2 separate regions of the Gossypium raimondii genome follow, and region 2 is linked to region 1. A link is a contact called in public Hi-C data. All regions are on one chromosome and are shown on one strand. The core of a region is the stretch at or near the end of the contact, and the rest is flanking DNA. Distances in the headings are between cores, read along the strand shown. Region 1 holds the start of LOC105780436. Region 2 holds the start of LOC105779701 (E3 ubiquitin-protein ligase At3g02290).

What was found. A called contact is a pair of places that touch in the nucleus more often than the background predicts.
Region 2: a Hi-C map of leaf shows a contact between it and region 1, with 2.5 times the contacts expected there. The contact joins the promoter of LOC105779701 here to the promoter of LOC105780436 in region 1. A contact is called at or near these places in 2 of 2 Hi-C or Micro-C datasets (both in leaf).

What each region holds. Positions count from the first base shown.
Region 1 is chr4:6,181,786-6,188,968 of ASM2569854v1, forward strand. It overlaps LOC105780436, which reads left to right and starts at 3,908. Exons shown (of 2, transcript XM_012604766.2): 1 at 3,908-4,304; 2 at 4,621-5,084. The coding sequence starts at 4,055. The coding sequence ends at 4,823. It overlaps LOC105780847 (probable protein phosphatase 2C 58), which reads left to right and starts at 971. Exons shown (of 5, transcript XM_012605366.2): 1 at 971-1,203; 2 at 1,653-1,895; 3 at 2,009-2,285; 4 at 2,386-2,540; 5 at 2,629-2,943. The coding sequence starts at 1,171. The coding sequence ends at 2,766.
Region 2 is chr4:6,336,875-6,344,057 of ASM2569854v1, forward strand. It overlaps LOC105779701 (E3 ubiquitin-protein ligase At3g02290), which reads left to right and starts at 2,427. Exons shown (of 7, transcript XM_052629309.1): 1 at 2,427-2,775; 2 at 3,366-3,448; 3 at 3,556-3,582; 4 at 3,664-3,789; 5 at 4,199-4,634; 6 at 4,810-4,919; 7 at 5,165-5,574. The coding sequence starts at 3,670. The coding sequence ends at 5,191. It overlaps LOC105779700 (peptidyl-prolyl cis-trans isomerase FKBP19, chloroplastic), which reads right to left. Exons shown (of 10, transcript XM_012603581.2): 10 at 7,094-7,183. It also overlaps the pseudogene LOC105780376.

The DNA of each region.
Region 1 (7,183 bases), core at 2,658-5,157:
ATTTTAGTTCCTTAAAATATTTTAAATTATAAGTTAGTTTGATGGTAAAATGTACTCGATCCCAAAAATAAAATAAAATTATAGTTTAGTCCCTTTAAAATTCTAAAATACCAAAGATAAAATTATATTTAAACCTCTTTAAAATTTTATAATTTATATTTAACCAAAAATAAACTTTTGGGTTGATCCCAAAACGTAGCTATGATACATCAACATTTTAACATGCATATTTGAATATGTAAATGTTATTTTCAATATATAAGAATAAAAATATCATGTATACTTTCTTTTGGATATGATTATGATTTATGAAATTGATGTATTAAAGAGCTAATAATCCACTTGTCTCTACTGACCTATTTTGACTTGGACTCTCTCAAACACATTTATGTCATGGTTAGAATATCAACAAAATATCCCCTTGCCAACTATATTAGAATTGGTAAACCCAGGGTGGGTGAAAACTATTAAGAATATTATTGGTGGTTATTGGTTAATTAAAATTTTCTTTTATTTTTGTAACTGAAAATGTAATTATTTTTCAAAATAAAAAGATTTAAACTCTTACTACCTTTCCATATTTATTAATTTTTTCTATAATATTTTTACTACTTTTCGTTTAAATTGGCATTATTTAGGAAAACCATTTGGTGATAACTGAGATTAAAAAGAAAATGACAATAATTAGACTACCTTTTATAAGAGAATATCTTGAAACTGTAGGTCACCAATTTATTCATATTTACGAATTCGAATTCCGAAATCATTTCAACTATTGTTAATAAAAAATCTTATTATTAAACTCGTATTATGAAAAGGGAACAAAAACAGCTAGCCCAAGAATATAGTATAAAGGGAAATCTAATAATAAAAAAAGAAGGTAATCTTAATAATGCGAAGAAAAGTCGTCGGCAAGAACGCGTCCATTTCAAAACACGCGGGGCGGAAAAGCTAAACTCACACTCAGGTCACATTTTCGGCGGTCAACCTTCCTTTCCCTCTCCTCCTCTGTTTCTCTATATACACTGCCTTTTGTCCTCTGCTCTGAAGCTTTTCTTCTTCTAACATCAATTCTTCAGCTTCTCTACTTTCAACTTTTTGGTTATTTTCAGTGTTAATAAAAATTTTGTTTTTTGGTGCTTGCTGTAATAAAGCAAAAGGAACTACAACATGCATGGGAAAGATATTCTTCACAAAATGAAGGTCTGTTTAAAGTTCAATCCTTTTTTTTATTTTTATGATTCTTTGACGTATTGTTTTTGAAAACAAAAGGGTTTCATATTGCTTGGTTTATTTCCTAGTTTTTAATATAGTTTTTCTTTATTGACTAATGAGTTAAAGATTGTAATTTTATTTACATTTTGGGATTTAATGCATAAATTTGCTTATAACTTTATTTGGCTCCTGAATCAAACTATTTGTGTGTGTATATATATGTTTTGAATTTTACAATGTAATCATATTGTTGAATTACTTCTGATTTTCTTATAGAAGGCTTACCAAGTAGATGTTAGCTTAGCATGCTTAGTTTCTAAGAGATGATTTTTCATCCTTAGAATGTAATTTATGAACTAAAAGAATAGTATATCTTTTGGGGATAAATATATCTAGTTACTTTTATGTCGGTAACGATGTTATGTTTTCATCTGAAGGCTGGGCTATTTTCATCTGGGGCTGACACAGGGAAAGGGAAGAGCAAAATGTCAAAGCATACGACGCACGGTTTTCATTGCCTGAAGGGAAAATCAAATCATGACATGGAAGATTATGTTGTTTCCGAGTTCAAGAAAAAAGAGGATAGTGAGTTAGGTTTATTTGCAATCTTTGATGGACATTTGGGCCATGATGTTGCAAAGTACTTGCAGAGTCATCTGTTTGATAACATCTTGAAACAGGTAGAGATTAGTGTAAGAATCAACATATGATTCTGTCACTTCCCTTATATATATATGTATATATATATATATGCACACACTTACAGGATCTCTTATGAAACATTTGCATGCAGCATGATTTTTGGACCAACATGGAGGATGCAATAAGAAGAGCTTATCGCTCGACTGATGCTGAAATACTGGATAAAGCAAAGGTTCTAGGCAGAGGAGGCTCAACGGCCGTGACGGCCATACTTATCAACAGTCAGAAACTGGTAGTTGGGAATGTAGGAGATTCTCGGGCAGTTATGTGCAAGAACGGTGTGGCAGAACAACTATCCGTTGATCACGAACCAAGCACAGAGAAGAGATTGATTGAGAGCCGCGGTGGCTTTGTATCAAACCTTCCAGGTAATACTAACTAGAACAAATACTAGCAATTCTGCAACTCCCTTATCTGGTGTCTGGTATCTGGAAATTGGAACTGGCATATATTATCTGATTCTCACAGGGGATGTTCCACGGGTTGACGGGCAGCTGGCTGTAGCAAGGGCGTTTGGCGATAAGAGTTTAAAGTTACACCTTAGCTCCGAGCCCGACGTGAAAGTGGTGACGATTGATGATGACACAGAGTTCATTATTCTGGCCAGTGATGGGATATGGAAGGTTATTACTTTTGCAATTCTAGTTTCTCATGCAAATATTAATTCAATTGAGATTCCAAGTTTCTCATGTTCAGCGGATCTCGTTGCAGGTTATGTCAAACCAAGAAGCAGTGGACGCCATAAAAAACATCAAGGATGCTCAATCAGCAGCAAAGCACTTGATTGAGGCAGCAGTTTCTAAGAAGAGCAAAGATGACATATCTTGCATCATTGTAAGGTTCCGGTGATATATTCTTCCGATGAGTACCGAATTAATGAGAAAATGAATAGCCAAATATGTGTATACCATGCCACGTTTTTTACCCTCTTTATAGCTATAGTGATTGTTGCTGCCTACCATAAAACTGTTTGTATGTAAAAAATTGACCCAGCTTTATAAAAATGACTACTTGAATTGCCTGTAACGTCATCGTTGATGATATGTTGTTGATTTTCAATGTTACCAAGGATAGGACCATTCGTGCATTCAAGGCTTCCATACATAACTGAAGCATCATCATGACATGTGAAGGGTGACGATTTTGAATGGTTTCTTCCTTTAATAAAGACTGTCATAATTAAAAGGAAAAGGAAAAAAAGAAAAAAGCACACTCTCTTATGGAGATGGTGATGATGATGCATGTTGATGTTGATGTTTGTTGTGTGTGTGTGTGTAAGACAATGAAAGATTGATGGATGATTCTTTCCTTCATATCCTCTACCTTTCAACAAGTTAAATTTCCATGAATATTAAGAATATATTTGTAGAAAATGTTGCGCTTATCATCCAAAAAGGAAAAAGAAAATCAATAAATTGCTAGCAAATTTTACGAGTCCAATTCATTCAAAGTATAAATATAAATACAGATTGTCAATTCATTTTAGCTTGATTGGTTTCGATATTATTACCAATATAAGAAGACATGAATTGAGGGTATTAAAACATAAGTAACACATGACAATTAATTTATAAAATGGGTTTAGGGTTTATTAATCATGTATAGCATTTTATTTTTTAAAAATGTATTTATTTTCTCATTATAAATTAATATAGTTAAAGTTTTTAAAAAATATATATATATAAGCTTTCAAAATTTACAAAAAAAAATCACATTAACATTGTTTTCAATTTCTTATTTTGAAATTAATAATTTAAATTCTCAAGGAGTAAAAGTATTTATTAATTATAAAAAAAAATAAAAGCAAAAACTAACTTAACGAGTAAGTAGTTAGTTGTACGGCAGTAATGACTGAAACCCCTTGGAGAAGGGGAAAAGTCTCGGTCTCCCCGGCATCGTTGACCTTAAACACCAATACAATTCAAACACGTGTAAAATTCAATAAACCTTCCACCACCGTATATATATTAATGATCGGGTCACCCAAATTCCTAAATTTCTTAGAAACCCTAAATCTTCGCTAATTGTTTATGCCCATTCTGCCCTCCCATAAAAACCGTTAGAGATATTCCTAGGGTTTGCATTTGCGGTTTGGGGTATAGGGTTTTAGACAACGCCAAATCTTTGGATTTGAGGAATGGCGACTGCGACGGGACAGGTGAACGCGAAGAGAAAGCCGGTGTTCGTGAAAGTGGAGGATTTGAAGCCCGGTACTAGTGGGCACACTTTGATCGTCAAAGTGGTGGAGATGACCCCAGTCAAGACTTCCGCCAGGCCCAACAGGTCCCGTGCCCTCCTTTCTCGACCTGTCCCTCCGGCCCGGATCGCTGAGTGCGTCGTTGGGGACGAGACTGGCACCATCATCTTCACCGCACGCAACGAACAAGGTATTTATTTTTCTCTATCTATAAGTATATACTAGTTTCATAGAAATTTATAGCCTCTGTGTTTAGATCGATTTTATTTGCTCTGCGTTTTATTGGGTCAGCCTATATTTCATAATAAACCAAGTTGGTTTTACTTTGTATAGACATTTTGTCTTTTCTATTTCTATTTTGGGGACTATTTTAGTAGTCTAGAACAGAGTAGTATTTTGAAGGAAAGAATTCTGACTGCAAGACTTAATTCAATTAAGCTGCTTAGTACTTCTTAAAACTAAACAAGTACCTATGTAATATCATGATTTTGATGTTGGTGATGCAGTTGATCTTATGACAAAAGGTGCAACCGTGATTTTACGTAATGCTAAGATTGTTATGTTCAAGCGAACAACAATGAGGTTAGCAGTTGACAAATGGGGACGGATCGAGGTAACGGAACCTGCTAAATTCGCAGTTAAAGAAGATAACAATCTTTCTTTAGTTGAATATGAGCTTGTTACTGTTCCTGACCAGGGCATGAATTAGGGGCTTTGTTTAATGTGAGTGAATGATTGAATATATATATATTTCTAGGAAGTTAATACTTTTTAAAAAGTAACCGTTGGGCTTGATTCTTGGCTTGGTATTGTGTCATGATCAGTCCTTTGAGATTGCGGTAGTACTTATTAGTATTGGACATATTTCATTGTGAAATCGAGTTTGATTCTCTTTTGCTTCTTGTTTATGTTATGACTATCATCAGCTTAAAGTTGAAAAAGTTAAATGCAATAAGAAAGCTGTTGTTCACTTTGATTTTCTCATTGGTGATATTATTGGTTCGTCGGGATGAATGCTGAATGCGTTCAGGTTATAACTTTAGAACACCCGTGAAACATTTTCCCATCCAATTTCAAGGTGTTTACATCTTGGGGGGTTTTTTCCCACCTCGCCGAGATTGCCCGTATCTCTATGATAAAGCTGCCCCTCCAACAAATAAAACAAATGCAAAGATTGGTGATGTTATTGGTTAACACCAATCAATCATTTGTGGTACATTTTTGTACTCAAATGTCTTTGAGCTAGGGAAGGCAATAGAACGAAATGATGGTATGGTTTCAAAACTTAGGAAATTCAACTTGGCTTGGCTCCTCATCTGCCCGATGAGAATATCAGCTATATATACATATGACACTCTCTTAGGAGGGAGAACTATTTTAAATTCATTAAACGTGCTCCAATCCTCCGAATATTAGTCATACATGATTGGAAGCTGATTGAATAGAAATATTTACATGACTAGAAGTGCATATTCAAGCTTCACACCTTGAAGTAAAACAGTTCAATTCTTTTCAAGATGCTGACAACGACAAAGAAGGTTTTGGACCTGAATATAAAACAGTTCTGATATCATGTATACAAGTTCCAACTTTAACAGCATTTTAAGGAATTTAAGAGATCATCTTTAAACACTCCCTGTTCCAGCGTTGGCACTTGAAAGCAGTGTCGCAAAGAGGCAGAAGCCGATTAGGGGCTCCCCCAATTCTGATTCAATTTAGGCCATTAAAGCAAATATAATAGCCTGTGCAACCTTATTGCAAGAACCCGCATATGATAAACCAAATGAAATTGCTGTAAATGCAATCATATCAACGGGTGCTTTAAGCATCTTTAAAAATGGGTGTCAAGCAGCTACGTGACTGTCAACATCACTGCTAGTTTTCATTAATTGATCTAATCGTGCAAGGAAAAAACTTGTTCACATTAAAAAACTAAACTCTCATGCTCTCAGTATTTAAGCTTTGCATATTTTACCTGACCAAATTTGTCTAGCTGAATCAACACTTGCACGGCCATCAAGCAAATGAACCTAACAAAATCTAAGTATGAAGGTGGTCAATTTATAGAACAAATCAGCCAGCATGCATGGGCAATGTCAATGAAAAATAAATAAGGAAAAAAATAAGATGAGGGTGGATAGTGTCGGAAGCTACTAGCGCAACACAATCGATGTAGCACTGAATTTTATCTGCCATCATAAAATGCTTAGCAAATATGGTAGTCTAAAGCTCATAGGTATGTTCCGGAGATTTATGGCACGTTTGGTTCGCTGTAATGGAATAGAGCTGTAATGAAATAGAGGTATAATGGAATAGAGCTGTAATGGAATAGAGGTATAATAGTAATTTAATTGTTTGGTTGAATGCAATGGAATAGAGGCGTAATAGTATTATTGTGTTTGGTTGAATGGAATGATGTTGTAATAGCATAAGAAAAAAAACTAAAATGACTAGAATACCCTTAGCAGAATTTTTTTTAGGTAGATGATTATTGTTATTGTTATTAAATTTTAATAAGATTATTAATATAAATAATAAATAATTTAATCATATTTTAACATAATTATTATTAAATATAATTTAATAAAATATATAATTTAATAAAATTCTTAATATTAAATATTCTTATATGAATTTTCTAAAATCATAATATATAATACTATAAAATATAATTTAACATAATTATTATTAAATATAATTTAATAAAATATATAATTTAATAAAATTCTTAATATTAAATATTCTTATATGAATTTTCTAAAATCATAATATATAATACTATAAAATATAATTTAACATAATTATTATTAAATATAATTTAATAAAATATATAATTTAATAAAATTCTTAATATTAAATATTCTTATACTAATTTAATAAAATCATAATATATAATACTATAAAATATAATTTAAAATATTTTTATTAAATATAATTTAATAAAAATATATAATTTAACAAAATTCTTAATATTAAATATTCTTAAATGAATTTACTAAAATCATAATATATAATACTATAAAATATAATATAAAATAATTATTATTAAAAATATAATTTAATAAAATA
Region 2 (7,183 bases), core at 1,177-3,676, 150 kb after region 1:
AACAAAGCATGTATTGCCAAATGCTTTGCGCTCTACTACAAAGGAACGAGGTTGTATGCGTTGGTTCGGTTTTCGGATCTACACTCGTCCAAGCTATCAGGTTCTTTGAAGATTACTGGAAAGAGTTATGCTCTAACATAAGAAGAGGTCAACTTAGTGCCTGGATTTCTGATACTGGCTGCATAAACTCTTTGTCGATGATCCTCAACAAACCAAATCCAGAGCTGGCTGATTTGATAGAAGATATATGCAACGCAAAATCATGGGAAGGAATAATTAAAAAACTTTGGCCAGGGACAAAATGCATCGATGCTATTGGTACAGGCTCGATGGCTCAATATATTCCAATGCTTGAGTTCTACTGCGGAGGTCTCCCTCTGGTTTCAAAGTATTATGCTTCCTCTGAAGGCCTCTTGGGGATCAATCTTAAACCTTTAAGCAAGCCATGTGATACATGTTACACCCTTGTTCCCAATATGGCTTACTTTGAGTTTCTCCCTGTACATGAAAACAATGAAGAAGAGAGGAGCAAGAAGGAAGTAATTGAAGTTGTTGACCTCGTGAATGTGAAGCTTGGCCAGTGTTATGAGCTTGTTGTCACAACTTTTATAGGTATTGTTTTTTCGTTCTTCTCTTTCAATATACCCTTAATTTGTTCTACAGAGAAAGAATTCATTGTGATTAACCAAGCATCATAATGTTTTCTTATGTAAATCAATAATAGGATTATATAGATACAAAGTGGGGGACATACTCAAGGTAACTGGTTATCATAACAATGCCCCTCAGTTCCAATTTGTAAGACGGAAAGATGCATTTCTAAGCATTGATTCAGAGAAAACCGCTGAAGATGAATTGGCAGAAGGGATACTACAGGCAAAGCTCTTCGTTGGACAGTTCCAATTACAGTTGGTCGACTACACTAGTGCTGTTGACATATCCTTAATCCCAGGGCACTGTATATTATTTTGGGAGCTTAAGATGGAAGGAAGTAGTAAATCACCAGAGCTGAGTCCTAGTATAATAGAAGAAAGCTGCTACATTGTGGAACAGTCATTGAATTTTGTGTATAGAGCTAGCAGGATGGGCAATTTGATAGGGCCCCTGGAGATAAGGATGGTAAAGCATGGAACATTTGATGCATTGATGGACTTCAGTGTATCGAAAGGGTCTTCTGTTAGCCAATACAAAACACCTCGATGCATCAAACTTGAGGAAGCTTTGAAGAAATTGAATTCAAGGGTGGTGGGAAGGTATTTTAGCCAACAACTTCCTGGTTATAAGACATTGAAATGGAAACTAAACAAGAGTGTGATGCATGCAAGGAAAATAAATTCATTTGGTGACTGAACCTAGAGCTTTGTTTCGCTGTTGTGGGTAGGACTCCCAATCTCAATAATGGTTTGCTTCTAATCCTAATAAATTAAGCCGATTGAGTATTAACTTGATTGATATTGGCATTATCGTTAGTATAGAAGGACATGTGTTCGAGTGCGTTGAAATTTCAAATCGAGTCAAAAAAAAGAGACTTGAGTATGATAAATTTGAATCATTAATTAGGTCCCAAAATTATGATTTTAGAACTTATGTAAAATTTTAACCTTTTTTTATATATTTTTTAGAATTTTTATATATTTTTTAAAAATATAAATTTTGAATTTTTTTATAAATATTTTGAATTTTTTTGTTAAGAGAGTGACCAATTTACTTATTTTCAAAGTTGAAAGGACCAAAATGATATTTACACCAATCTGTTATTTGAATGGTTCTTATTTGAATTGTGAAATTCAACTCGACTCGAACTCGAAACCCGAATCTAGTTATTCGAGTTGAATCGAATGATTCAATCAAGCTGAAATTTAAATTTTTTTCGATTTTTTCAAATCGAATCGAATTTTACTCACCCTTAATTCACAGAGAAATTGAATAAAATAACCAAAATAATAAAAAGTAGAAATCACAGCTTCTATGGTGAGAATGAATCCATTATATAAACTCAATCCAAGGATAATTGGGGCTTCAAAAGTACACCATTTCACATCGATAAAATTGAGTCGTTAGCTGCTCTCCCTTAAAACAACCCTTTCATAAATGACTCCCATGTTGACGCCAAGTAGTCAAAGTTGTAATCTTCTAACAAACATATTATCAAATTTTCAGTTCAACTTCTAAAGTAAATACTAATAAGTTTAATGCAAAAGTTAAAATAATTGATGAATCGATGTTCTAAGAATCTTATTTATTGATGATCCCTACATCCAACTGGCTAGTGGTATTGTAGGTCATAATGCCAAATTACACCAATTTTAGAAGACATTCCACTCAAATTTTTATTTCTCAAAGCTTTAAAATATTTTACCCAATCAACATGAAGCTGTCGGCAATTAACAAATTCAACATTATTATCCTAATGATAAGCTGGTCCACTCCATTCTCTACCCCTTCACCAAATCCGTTTCTTTCTAGTTACCTACTGCAATCAAAGCACCTCTTTTCCGTCCACGCGGTTTTTGCCTATTTTTTCCCCCTAAATTATCTGGAAATAAGATTAAAAATTTAATCTTTGTCTTCCGCCCAGGCCGCTCCTTAGATTGTCTTACTCTTCGGATCTATTTTCGTCTGCTTCAATATAGAAGTAGGAACTTCCCCTCTTATCTATCTCTCCCTTTTTCTCTTTCTTTGTTTCTTCTTACAGGAACCCTAACTTCCCTGATTCTTTTTTTTTTCTAATAAAACTTGCGGTCGTGAAAACGGTGGTCTTATAGTCGATGATGGGTAAGTATTGTTTCATTACTTTAATTTTTGTTTTATGTTTTTTTTTTTTAATTCGATGAGAAACAGTTTGATGTTCTTTTTTTTCTTTTTTTTTGGTTTTTTGTTAAAGTTTCTGTCTTTGCGCTGAAATAGCTTTACTTTGCAACTTATTAGAGTCTAAAATAAGATAGCTGATTGCCTGTTTCTCTTGTTTATAAGTATGGTTATTGTCTCTGAACTTAACAAATTTCTTGAAAGTGCTTTTTTTAGTGTAGGAGATTGTAATTTCGTTGTGGGATTTTATGTCTGTAATGAAGAACGGTCAGTGCTGATTATTTGAGTTGTTTTATTTATCACCATTCTGAAGGACAAAGAATGTTCAATGTGTTTTTTTTAACTTGTGAATTAATTTACAATATTGTAAGTTAACTCATTGTTGGAAAGGAACTTTATGGTTATGGTAAAACTAAATGGAGTAGTTTTAGGATTCTGTTTATCATGAAAAACCCAAATTGTAGATCATCCATCAAGCTCCTAATGAAGGAGGTGTCTTGTTGTTCTCTTGCTGTTTAGCATTATCCTAATCTTTTTTCTTGTTGTCTATATATCAGATTACTTTTGTCCGAAGAGTTGAAATTGAGACAGTCAGAAAACTGATGAACTGAGCATCTTTTGTGACGAAAGGTTTAGCGAGGTTCTTATTTCTCCCTTGAGCAGGCTTAATCTGTTGTTCATTGCAAAAAGTTGTTTCCCTGACTCATGTTATAATTTTTTTTCCCTTTTTGCCCCCTAATCCCATAGGAATTGTCTTGTATATTTGGAAGGAAGGTGAACAATTCTTTTATGACCTTTTCTGCAAACTCTGAAAGCTTTTTCGGAATTGTGTAATCAGAAATATATACATTCTAGGCAGAAATGGGTACTTTTTGCTGCTGCTCATGTGGTGATGACTGTGAAGAATATGCTTATCCTAGCAATTCAATATATAGGCACTGCATCTGCCTAAGGTTCTTCTTCTATCAGCTATTCACTGGGGTATGTCTCTTCTTATCTTGTGGTTATCAGCACAAAAGCAACCTATTTTCATTTTTTTGCTGCTAATACATGCCATTAAATTTGTTAATACTGAAGGTATGTTATAAAGCAGATTGATGTCATTTTGTTAATTTCTTTGAGCCTCAATTTGCATGAAATTAACCTTTTCTTAAGAATGAAGTCTATAAAGCTTATTAATACTATCCTTGAGAGAATCTCTGAAATTCAGAAGTTCTTTATATGTTAAGTACTTAAATTAGCCTTATAAAGATTGTCTGCATACTGTGTTTCTCTTGAAAGGTAGGTACATTAGTTGAGTTGCTTTCACAATGTCATATAACCCATTTTATACCTAGGTTTAGTTTAATGAAACACTTTCGTAATTTTCCATTTCTTCTTTGATCTGCAGTATGGTGCTCTGTTTCACAGATTGGATGGGCGACCTGCATCCCAGATCCAAGGAGCTTCTCTGTCATCAACAACAACTGTTACTGCAATATCAGATAATTCAGCCATTGAAACTCATGTTACAATGTCCAGACCGGTCCCTTACGATGCTGAGCAAAGGTACTCTCGTTTGCAGCGTGATGGCTTGGTCTCTAGGCGTGATAAGTCTGTGACTCATTTTCAAGAAGAAACTCAACCACTAAGAAGAAATATAAGCAGTTCTGATGGAGAATCATTGGGTATTGGGAGGAAATGGAATGGAGTCGAGTTGGAAGACGACTCTAAGATTGTCCATCTTGAGTTATCAGAGAGGAGTTTGGCACCAAAAGTTGCACAAGGACCTAACTATATACAGCCTTCAGCAGAGGAAGAAGATGTCTGCCCTACTTGTCTTGATGGTAATTTTGCATCTATATGTCTTTAAAGAAGAAATCTGTTTTGTAGTTTTAAATTTTAATGATATGCTTGTTATTTTTCAAGATAGGCATGTGGTGATGATTTGATTGAAAAAGGAACTTCTTTTAGCATTTTTAAGTTGTGCTTATATTCATATGAGTGCTTATTTTCTTGCAGAATATACACCGGAAAATCCTAAAATCACAGCTCGCTGCTCACACCATTTTCATCTTGGTTGTATTTACGAATGGTTGGAAAGGAGTGAAAGTTGTCCAATATGTGGCAAGGTATGTATAGTAGGCCAAATTACTCCATCTAAAATGCAGATAGGTGCAGTCTCTGTTGTATGGTTTAGTCCAATGGGGTACTTGGGTAAATTCCATAATATTTTGAATGATAATAACTACCAAGATTGTCGATTGGTTTTTTCTGTTATCTTTAGAAAATCGAAAGCAAGCAACTTAGTTAAACATACAGTGTCATTTCTGTTCCAGAACCTTTGGGGTACATCTGATTTTAAGTGTCGTTGCAGGAGATGGAATTTTGTGAAAGCCCCTAAGGTCTGGTTGCATCTTGATTCAATGCAATGGAGCAAATACATATAGAGCGGCAGGTATTAATATGTATAAGCTCTCTGATCTTTATTGAAGAGGCACATCCTGTATAGAAGAGTTTGTCTTTATCCATCACTAGTAGTGCTACCTGGTAATTTCTTCCTACTCGGACTCGAATGATCATGACGTTACCTTCGATGTAAAAAGCTAATATAATAATTTGTGTGAAAGTTATAATACGTGGAATCAACTTGATGATGTGTAACAATAAATATGAGCTGGACTTTGTTACCTACTACGCTAAATATGCTAACGTTACAAAAGTACGAGCAGTAGTCTCGGGATAGAATAAAAGAATTTAAACCTCTTCTTGTTCTGATGATGAAAATCATTATGTTCAAGTTTCACATGATGTTGATTTGGAATCTGAGCCAACGGACATGGTTGATTTTGTGCATATAAATGAATGGATAAAATTAGATGTATGTGGTGCATGAGTTTTTGTCTACTAATCCGAGGGTTTTGTGTTTTATACAGATTTATGTAATAAGTTGGATAGTAGATTAGGATAATCCAAGATTCATATTTAAATAAATCCGGAGGACTTTGAGCTTGAATTTGAGGGAAGTTGATTATGTACCTACCATTCATTCATTTAGCAACCCAAGTACAATAATGGTGGTGGTTGACCAACTTGTAATAATGTCGTGGCAACTGCTAGGAGCAGAGATTCTCATTTCTACAAGATTATCTTGAACACTGTAAGACTTTAATTTCATTACAGCTGGTACATAGTAATAGGAAATGGGGTTTATGAGATGAGACCTTTCGGTGCTCCATCTCTCTTCACATATAGAACGACTCTGGACTTCTACCTAATTAGGTTGGACAAAGAGCGGACCAACTTGTCTGTTGATTTGAACGCACGCAGGGAGCATGTGGCAATGGCAACCACCCAACCCAACCTTGGTAGGTTTAAGGTATGATGCTGCCGCCTCCCAATTTGCGTGTATTATTTAATATATCATTCATGAATATGGTTCTATCTTGATAAATAAATAAATAAAATTATGGTTTATTTATTCCAACAAGCTAAATCTAATTCATTTGCGTTATTAACAATTTCATTTATCATCTATGTTTTTATTTATTCATAATATAATTATTTATATTTTATTATTTTATAAATGTGTTTTTGGTTTGTTTTAAATTTATTTGTTTATTGTTCACGAATTGATTTTTAATTATTTATAAACATGTTTGTTTAATTTGAATGATCAAAACATATATAATTTCAAATGAATGAATATAACCATAATTTTGAAATTTTTGCCGAACACAAATCTAATACAAACAAGCTTATAAATAAATAAAGATTCGAATGAAAAGAGAAATGAAGGATGAACATGCAAAGCAAATCCTGTATCTTTATCCAGCTATCCTCCCTCAGTTGGGACGTCTGCTTGACCTTAGAAGTCTGCTTTTACCTCTAATTGTACCTTATACCTATATGCCTGTTAAGATAGCCATGATTGTAGACTATTAACTGGTTCCTTGTAATAGATTTGATGATACAGTATGTATATTGTCCCGGAAAGGAAACAAGCCAAGTGACCAGCTTACGGAAGCATATACGGAGCCTATACTCTTCATCGCATCTAGCTCTGGAGCTTCCTCCTAGAGAAATTCCAGTATGCAAACCATGGGAAATACTTCAGTTGTACTGATCAACAACCAGTATGCACCTAGATCAGCCATAGGCCTTGTCAAATGAACAAGCAAACCCCTGCCTTCTGTTAGGGATGGCTTCAGTAAGACTGAACCTGGTCCAACAAGCTGTGCCGGAGCCTTGCCCAGTTTCATGTGAGAAGACAAAAAAATAGGAAAAACAATTTATCTCCGACATCTGTAGAGAACACAAGAACTTTTAATTACCAGCAAAGGGAACAATACAAATCCATGTTACAATACACGATGGCTACAAAACTTTTTTACAC